Linked DNA regions of Zea mays: region 1 is linked to region 2. The links are chromatin contacts, called in public Hi-C maps. All regions are on one chromosome and are shown on one strand. The core of a region is the stretch at or near the end of the contact, and the rest is flanking DNA. Distances in the headings are between cores, read along the strand shown. Region 1 holds the start of LOC100193424 (nicotianamine aminotransferase 1). Region 2 overlaps LOC100383218.

Region 1 (4,610 bases), core at 828-3,327, 88 kb after region 2:
TAAAAAAGAAAAAAATAGTGAACCTGTCAGAACAATAGGCCAATTAACAGCCTTCTCTGTCAAAGCCATTAAAGCTCACACACTCCTCAGAGATAATAAATCAAAACTTAGTGTTCAGGAAAGTTGAATACGTGATGTTCTACATCGCTCCTTAAAGCTCACACACTAACCAAACTTGGAACTATCAGTACTAAAAATGCCTGAAGAATAGAACTGGAGTAGTTCCAAGTCTCCTTATAGACAACTGCATAACAAATACAGTAAGACTGAGAATGAAACATAACAATTGATAAAAAAACATCCATAGCTATAAATGGTTTATTGATTAGGAAAGCTAAAAGGATACTGAAGCAAGATCAGATGGAGACCACTTAAGATAAGGTAGATCCATGCATGCTGCGTGTGTTCGCTTAGTAACCATCTTGGCATGGATGAACACTTGATATAACACTTGCATGAACACTTGATAGCAGACAAAAACAGATTACCCTAAAAACCACCCAACCTCTCTGAGTTCTATACAATATATTATTACTTCTACCTTCTCTACAACTTACTGCTATCTTTGCAACTTACTGCTATTTCCTTTCTTCTACAAACCACCCAACCTAAGGATGCTAAAAATGTGTCTCCCATTGCATAGGAGTTGTGCCCAAAGACTAACATCTAAGTATGTACTGTGTAAAAATATAGTTAAAATGACAAGGAAACATTATAGCATCTTCTAAACCTTGTGTAAAACATGTTTAGTTATATGATCCTTCACTTCAAACTATAAAAACATATCACATGATTGATGAGGATGAACCAATTCTGTAAAAAGCCATTGGGTAATTATTAATATTTTTCTCATGTGTGGTTCTATTTTACACATATAGAACCATATAGACATTGAGGATTGAGAAGTTGCAGAGATGTACCTGGATGGGGATTGGCGCCGCAACTTACTGGATCGCAGAGATGTACCCGGATGGGATTGTTGGCAACGCCTATCTGTTTTGGGGGTGGCATGGTCCTTAAGTAACACTCCTTTCTCCATCGATGGGAAGTGGGCGAGGATTTGGGTGAGCTGTCTGCGTTGAACGCGGGGAGGGGTTTGGGGAAGGGCATCGTTGGTGGGGAGGAATTTGGGGAGCGGCTGCCGGCGTTGAAGGCGGGCGAGGATTTGGGGCGAGATCCGGCGTTGAAGGCGGGATGGGCTCGGGCTCCGGCTCTGTTGGCGTTCGTGTCGTAGAAGGCGGCATCTCGGCCAGAGCAGCGCGTGGGGAGGAAGACGCGCGTAGAAGGAGACATTGGGGAAGGGCGTTCGCAGCCGTTGGGGAAGGGCGCCGTTAGTGGGGAGAAAGCAGCGCGTGGGAAGGAATTTGTGGTGCGACTGCCGGCGTTGAAGGCGGGCAAGGGCGGCAGCCGCAACTTGTGCATCTCGGCAGCCGTTGGGGCAGGGCGCCATTGGTGGAGAGAAAGCAGCGCGTGGGGAGGAATTTGGGGTGCGGCTGCCGGCGTTGAAAGCAGCGTGTAGGGGAGGTAGCCGCGCGTGAGATAGGCGGGGGCACGAGGGGCTGTGGACGCCCTCCTTACGTTCATAATAGGAGTAGAGATTCCTAATAGAGTGGTATAGACTTGACTACTCCTTGCTAATGAGGTCGAGATAATAAATACATTGTTTGTTTTCATTTTATTATTATGCATCGATATTTTATTGAATATTTATGTATCGTATTAACATATGATCATCGACTAGTTGTTGATTAACACAATAGTTGTGAATGGGCCAACAAAGTAGAATAAAGAGGAGGAAAAGACAAGCAAGGACTGCGCGGATCATGCATGCTCCGTGCACGGACCACCCTACCGGCGTCTGTGTTTGTATTGTATGCTACCAGGCACGCACCAGCTACCACCAACGCAAGGACAAAACGGAGTAGTGAGTGAGGACGAGGGGATGCCGTCTCGGCTGCCAAAGCGGCCTGGCAGACTCCCGGCCGGGGCGCGTGAATCGTGCCGCCCGGCCCGAGGCCCAAACCTGCTGGCGGCCGCGTATAAAAAGGTGGAGTGGAGGCACACTTGACTAGCCAGGGACCAAATCAACTCAAGTCATCGAGTCCACAGCTCGCGCGCGCAGCCAATCGCTCTCCCTCCGGCCTCCACAGCCCAAAACCACCTCGGCCCCACTTCTTCTCTCCGTCGCCCCCTGTTTGTCCAACCCATGGCGACCCACGCCAGCGACAATGGCAGCGGGCACGCGGAGTGGCGGTTCGCTCGGGCGGCGAAGGAGGGTGCGCTGGCCGTGGCCGGGGACAAGATGAGCATCCGGGCGGCGCGGTTCAAGATCAGCGCGAGCGTGGACGGGCGCGACCCGCGGCCCGTGCTGCCGCTTGCGCACGGGGACCCCTCGGTGTTCCCGGCCTTCCGCACCGCCGCCGAGGCCGAGGACGCCGTGGCCGCCGCGCTCCGGACGGGCAAGTTCAACTGCTACCCCGCCGGCGTGGGCCTCCCCGAAGCCCGCCGGTACGGTTAATCAATTCGCTCTCGCTCTCGATGGTGTGCACGTTGTTCCCGTGTGCCGATGCCACCACCAACCGCGTAACTTAATTCCTTCATGATGGGCATTGCCACCATGGAGTATTTCCTAACAAGAAAACACTACGGGAAATGAAGGGAACTACCTAGCGTGCTGGAATGGGCTTGCTTGTTCTGATGAAGCACCTGTACTGTACAGTACTTCTGTATGTGTTGTTGCATACAGGACTCAAGACAGGCGAAACACTGCCAAATATACACATACATTCTCGTTGCTACGGGATAACTGGCAGTATATTCTCTAAGAATATTGTAGCACATTATCTTCCTTAACGAGCTCAGTCTTTCACATATTTTTGCCAAACTTATTATTGACCGGCGTAACCTGTTTATATTTTTTTTTTTTGCAAATTTTATTATTGACTGGCGCAAGACAGGTGAATACTGATTTTTCTATTGCTGCTTTTTAAAAAAAACAGTGCTCTGGCGGAGCACCTGTCAAGTGATCTTCCATACAAGCTGTCAACTGATGACATCTTCCTCACCGCTGGAGGCACTCAAGCCATTGAGGTTGTCGTCTCAGTCCTTGCCCAACCGGGCGCCAACATATTGCTCCCAAGACCAGGCTATCCAAATTATGAGGCGCGTGCAGGACTGCACAACTTACAAGTTCGCCATTTCGATCTGATTCCTGAGAGAGGGTGGGAAATCGATATCGACTCTCTGGAGTCGATTGCTGACAAGAACACCACCGCAATGGTCATCATAAACCCCAACAATCCTTGCGGCAGTGTCTACACCCGTGAACATTTAGCCAAGGCATGGCTGCTTATCTCACTGACCATTTAAATGAAATTGAATTTAGTTTAACTAGTCCTCGCGGAGACCAAATTGTGTTCTAAGCACGTCTTGATGTCATTTAGGTCGCGGAGGTAGCAAGGAAGCTTGGAATACTAGTCATCGCTGATGAAGTGTATGGAAACCTGGTGTTTGGGGACACCCCTTACGTCCCAATGGGTGTCTTTGGCCACATTGCCCCTGTCTTGAGCATAGGATCACTATCGAAGAGGTGGATAGTGCCTGGGTGGCGACTTGGTTGGGTAGCTGTATGTGATCCCAACAAGATTCTGCAAGAAACCAAGGTAAATCATTAGCCTGTATCCTACGTCCTTATTTCAAGTAGTGTTGCTACGCTGTTTCACTAACTATCGACTTCTGCAGATCATTGCATCAATAACAAACTTCCTTAACGTTTCAACTGATCCGGCAACTTTTGTTCAGGTTAGTAGCTTGTACATTTTCCCCTGCACTGGTATCCATTCGTTTCAAAAAAAAAATCAACGTAGGCGATCTGCGTATCTTTTATATAATTATTATAAGAGACCTCCATTTCTAATAATTAAAAGTGCTTACACGCAAACATGCCGTATATTCTTTTAATAATATATAATTGTCTCATCAATTCAAATGTGTTTAAAATAATGGTGATTTTGAGTCGTGCTACTTCATTTTGCCCTGTGATCTGTGGAAAGAAAAGTGTGATGTTATTTTAGACAACATGAGTTTTGTAAGTACGAGACCTGAAAATGGGAAATTGTCTCGTCTGTAAACATGCTTTCAGGATCCCAGTTTCTAACTAGTATTCATTTTTATTTTCAGAAGCACTTGTCTTACATATTTTGTCTCATAACTAAGACTTACTGTGAAAATTTTGATTAGGGAGCACTTCCCCATATTCTTGGGAACACAAAGGAAGATTTTTTCAGGAGGATCATTGGTCTGCTAGCAGAAACCTCAGAGATATGTTACAGAGAAATAAAGGACATCAAGTGCATCACCTGCCCTCACAAGCCAGAAGGTTCCATGTTTGTCATGGTAATCAATTTACTAAATTATATGTTGTTATAGTGGTTGAACAGGAAAAAAATAGTAATACAAATGAAACAGTTGAGCACTATGTTAGAACAATCAGCATCTGAAATGGTACTATAAATCTTTCAATTTACTACAATAGCTCTTGTCTATTTAGAAATTATTTATTGTTTCATCAAAAAGTAGTCATGTTATATAAACATTATCTCTCTATATAT
Region 2 (4,845 bases), core at 1,246-3,745:
ACTAGAAAACCTCCAAACATGATGATCTTGCACATTGGGCTGCAGCAAGGTACCTTCCAGGATCTCAGCCAAATCCAAAAACTGCACCCAGAAAGCATAGGAAAGAGCTCCCTGAACATCTTGAACCCAACTCAAATTAGTCAAGGCATCCTTAACCAATCTACTTTTGGTAACCTTCCTAGGAATAGAGGCAAACACTGCAGGGGCAAGCTCTTGGATGCAGTGCCCATGCAGCCATTTATCAGTCAAAAAGAGTGTGTTTAAACCATTTCCAATCTCAGTATACACAGCAGAATTGAATAGGCAAACCACTTCCTTTGTGAAATGAAGCGGAAAAACAGCCCACGGCCTCCCAGGATCTGATTTCTGCAACCAAAGCCACCTGACTCTAAGAGCCCAACCAAACAATTTTAAATCAAAAAGACCAAGACCACCCAATTCTTTAGGACGAGTGACTTTACTCCAAGCCAAAGAACAGTGCCCTCCCTTGATTTCTTTCCCACCTTTCTAAAGGAAAGCTCTCCTTAATCTGTCAATTGCCTTGATCGCCCAAGCAGGGAGATCCAGGGCCATAGCCAAATACACAAATCTGGAAGTCATAACCGACTTAATATAAACAGCCCGGCCAGCCTTGGACATAAGCTCCGCCTTCCATCCTGGAAGCATGACCGCAATACGATCAATGATAGATTGCAATTGCGGCCTAGATAGACGTTTTAAGGATAATGGAAGCCCAAGATATTTGCATGGGAAATTAGACAGCTGGCAAGGTAAAGATGTCTGCACTGAAGCCAGATCTTCCTCATCACAATGAATTGGGAAAACATTACTCTTCTGAATGTTGGTCTTCAGACCAGAGGCTTCACCAAAAAAATGTAGAATCCCCTTAAATGCCTCAATATCAACCACATCCGGCCGAAGGAAAACAACCACATCATCTGCGTATAAAGAAATCCGGTGGTGAAGGAATCTCGAAGAAAGGGGCTGGAGAACCCCTTCTGCAGAGGCACGCTGCACCATAATATTAAGGACATCCATAACCAAGACAAAGAGCATAGGAGACAATGGGTCATTAGCTAAGCCAACCCGGTCACCATGGTCACTGACACAACATATTATGTTAGATTGGAAACCCTAACCCAATCAGGGCGGGCATTTCTATATAGATAGAGTTTTACATAGGCTAGACTAAAGCCCATTAAAATAGAGTAACACAGTCTACCATCCCACCGCAATCGCAACTCTATCCATTACAGATGTTGTGACTGGACCGAAACTCCGAGAACACCGTAGACCGGAGGCCCTTGGTGAAGATGTCGGCGAACTAGGAGGTGGTCGGAATGCAGACATCGCCAACAGTGACACGCTCGCAGAAGAAGTGAAGATGGATCTCCACGTGCTTCGTGCTTAGACAAGGGTTGCGAACGCAAGAGGGCTATGAAGCTCCTAGAGCAGCTGCCGAAGCCAGGAGGCCATGTCGCTGGCCACAACGCGGTACTCAGCCTCACGTCGGAGCGGATCACGACGGACTGCCGCTTCGAGGACCAGAAGAGGAGGTTGGCATCCAAGAACACGGCGTAGCCAAAGCTGGACCAGCGCGTGTCGGGGCAACCGGCCCAATCAGCGTCGGTGTAGACAACTAGCTCAGAATGCGAAGAGGGTCTAAGAAGGCCGTAGTCAAGGGTGTCATAAAGGTAGCGAAGAATCCGCTTCGCAGCGGTGAGATGCGGCTCCCGTGGGGTGTCCATGTGAAGGCACACCTGCTGGACAGCGTAGGCGATGTTGAGTCGGGTGAAGGTGAGGTATTGTTTAGCTCGGCGAGGTTGTGGTAGGCCGTCACATCACCGACTAGGGCGCTGTCGTTGTTGGGGACCTTCGTCCGGGTGTCGATATGCATGAAGTATGGTTTGCAATCGGACATGCCATCCCGCTCTAGAATGTTGATAGTGTATTGGCACTGGTAAAGGAAGAGGCCCTAAGGGCAGCGTTCCATGGCAACCCTCAGAAAGTGATGGAGAAGGCCCAAGTCCTTTATCGCAAACTCGCGTTGCAGGGAGGTGATCATGCACTAAAGAAGGGAGAGACTGGACACTATGAGCATGATGTCGTCGACGTAGAGCAGGAGGTAGATGGTGTCGCCGCCGCGCCGAAAGAAAAACAAGGACGTGTCCAACTTGGCCTCAACAAAGCCAAGTGAGACCAAGTAGGAGGCAAAGCGACTGTACCAGGCCTGTGGTGCCTGCTTGAAGCATACAAGGAGTGGTTAAGCTTGCACACCATACATGGGTGAGTGGAGTCGACAAACCTGGTGGACTGGCAGGCTGCAGTACACCGTCTCGGTCAGAGTGCCGTGAAAAAAAACATTCTTGACGTCCTGCTAGTGGAGAGGGCCCAAGTCACATCACCGACTAGGTCACTGTCGTCGTCGGAGACCATCCAGGTGTGACAGGCGTGATGCATGGTTTGCAATCGTACATGTCAGACCGCTCTAGAATGTCAGTTGTGTACTGGCGCTGGTGAAGGAAGAGGCCCTGAGAGCAACGTTCCACGGTGACCCCAAGAAGAGGTGGAGAGGGCCCAAGTCCTTTATCGTAAACTCAGGCTGCAGGGAGGTGATCATGCACTGGAGGAGGACAAGATTGGACACTATGAACATGATGTCGTCGACATAGAGCAAGAGGTAGATGGTGTCGTCATCGTGCCGAAGGATAAACAGGAATGTGTCCGACTTGACCTCGATGAAGCCAAGGGAGACTAAGTAGAAGGTGAAGCGAGTAAGCGACTATACCAAGCCTGTGGCGCCTACTTGAGGCCATAAAAGGAGCGGTTAAGCTTGCACACCATACCTAGGTGAGTGAAGTCGACGAACCCGGTGGATTGGGTGCAGTTTACCCTCTTGGTCATAGTGCCATGAAGAAAGGCATTCTTGACGTCCAACTAGTGGACCGCCCAATCCTAGGAGAGCCAAGAGAGAGAACGGTCCGACGGTGTCGAACTTCACGAAAAGACAAGAAGTCTCATTGTAGTCCACTCTAGGGCGCTGAGTGAAGCCCTAAAGGACCCAACGAGCCTTGTACCACTCGAGGAAACCATCGGCCATGAGCTTGTGCCAAAAGATCCACTTGGCGATGACCACGTTGGTGCTAGGGGGACACGGCGCCAGCTCCCATGTGTGGTTGGCCAGCAAGGCTACATACTCATCCATAGCGTGACACCAGTGGGGGTCAGCGAGCGCGCTATGGACGAAGGACGATACAAGCAAGGGAGGTCGAACGGTGGTGACCGTGAGCACCAGCCGGACGACGGATAGGAGAACGTCGAGTGTCATGATGGATGGCAACCGGATGGTGCATCGGCGGCTCGGCGTGTGAACAGGCTAGGCACGGGGCAGCTCGTCGAAAGAGTAGATCGATGGATTAGGCCACACACGTCGTTGGTAGATGCGGGCAAAATCGACGAAACGAGCCATAGGCACCGAAAAGTACAGGGCGGTGTGTGGTGCGGCCGGTGAAACGAAAATGTTCATTGAGCCATTTCTAAGTGTTTTGGTGATTAACTGCCTAACACACTACTTTGAACTAACCATCTTGGTATGACCATGAGCACAGGTTCTATTCAAGCAAATTGAAGATGCAAAGTCCAAATGAGTTGGATTAAAAGACCAAAACGTGCAACCTTGGGCAAAACCACAAAAACAGGAGGGTTAAATGTTTAAATATGTTGCACTCACTTTATGTTGTTTCTTGCACTACTATTTGCACCCAGCCGCCACCGGCGCCGGGACAACAGCCAGTTGCCCAGCGTCCGACCCTGCACCATAGTCTCGTCAAACACCCAGACCTTGAAAGTGGAAAGAGTATTTGCAAAAGTTTGTCGAGGGATGGCAAAAGCTTTGTTAATCTCCCCTGTGAGGGCACTGTACGGGGGTATTTATAGGCACTCGAGTGGCCGCCTGTCCCTTGTAAAAGACGTTTATGCCCTCGAGTACCCGGTTTATCCCCAGAATATTCCCACGAGGGGAGGTTACAGACAGTCATTACGGTAAAGGCTATTACAGACGTGGCCCGTAACGCGCTTATCCTCGCAGGGCCCGTTATCATGGACCGAATCCCGCGTGGGCCTCCCGGGGCGGTGATGACGTGGGAGACCCATAGACTTCGACAAAGCCTTCGTCTTTCAACAGCAAGGGCGAAGTGGACCGCGCCGGTCTCCGTCCAGTCGACGCCTTCGGGTTGTTCGGACGCATTCTGTGGATGTAGCATTCGTCAGAGTGATGAGGAGACGAAGGCATCGAGCGAAGGGTAGCGTGTTCGCCTTCGCCCCAACACGGCACCTACATGGTGGCCGACGTCTAGGGCTCCAAGGCCAGCAACAGGTTAGGGAAGGACGGTGGCTTTGATACCATGTTAGATTGGAGACGCTAACCCAATTAGGGCAGACACTTGTATATATATCGAGTTGTGCATGGGCTGGGTCAAAGCCAATTACAATACAGTAACACACAGTCTAACATATTCTATGAAATAAATCAATTTAGGTTAAAGATTGAATAGAAAAATTGGTATGTTACATATATAGTCAGGTCTAGGTCCCCACTTATGTTTCAAGTTGATATTGCCATTAAAATTATGTATGCCTTAAGATTTAAGAATAAAGAAATTCATGGAGCTTGCTAGCATCCACTTTTAAAAGGAATATATGCAATGCAGTTCCTATAATGAAATCACCAAGGACTCGCCATTTACAGCATTACCAACAATCTTTCTTCAATCCACACTCTAAATCCTTAGGGAGCCATTCTCATAAAACTAGCTCCTTGTATTTCTCCACCCTCCAACAACCTCT

The links. Hi-C and Micro-C count contacts between places; a contact is called where the count stands out from the background.
Region 1: a Hi-C map of endosperm shows a contact between it and region 2, with 2.7 times the contacts expected there. The contact joins the promoter of LOC100193424 here to the enhancer-like site in region 2. A contact is called at or near these places in 4 of 25 Hi-C or Micro-C datasets (ear, endosperm, leaf and 1 more).

Annotation. Positions count from the first base shown.
Region 1 is chr4:226,786,428-226,791,037 of Zm-B73-REFERENCE-NAM-5.0, forward strand. LOC100193424 (nicotianamine aminotransferase 1) reads left to right here and starts at 2,078. Exons shown (of 7, transcript NM_001138546.1): 1 at 2,078-2,508; 2 at 3,000-3,339; 3 at 3,444-3,662; 4 at 3,742-3,801; 5 at 4,240-4,395. The coding sequence starts at 2,207.
Region 2 is chr4:226,697,901-226,702,745 of Zm-B73-REFERENCE-NAM-5.0, forward strand. The region is part of intron 2 of LOC100383218; the gene reads right to left. Among protein-coding and RNA genes, the nearest start is that of LOC100383218, 3.6 kb to the right of the region's middle. Within about 2 kb of position 2,496, at least 2 of the 20 cell types and tissues checked have an H3K27ac peak or open chromatin away from gene starts, as enhancers often do. A contact at or near this core is called in endosperm, where this site is marked.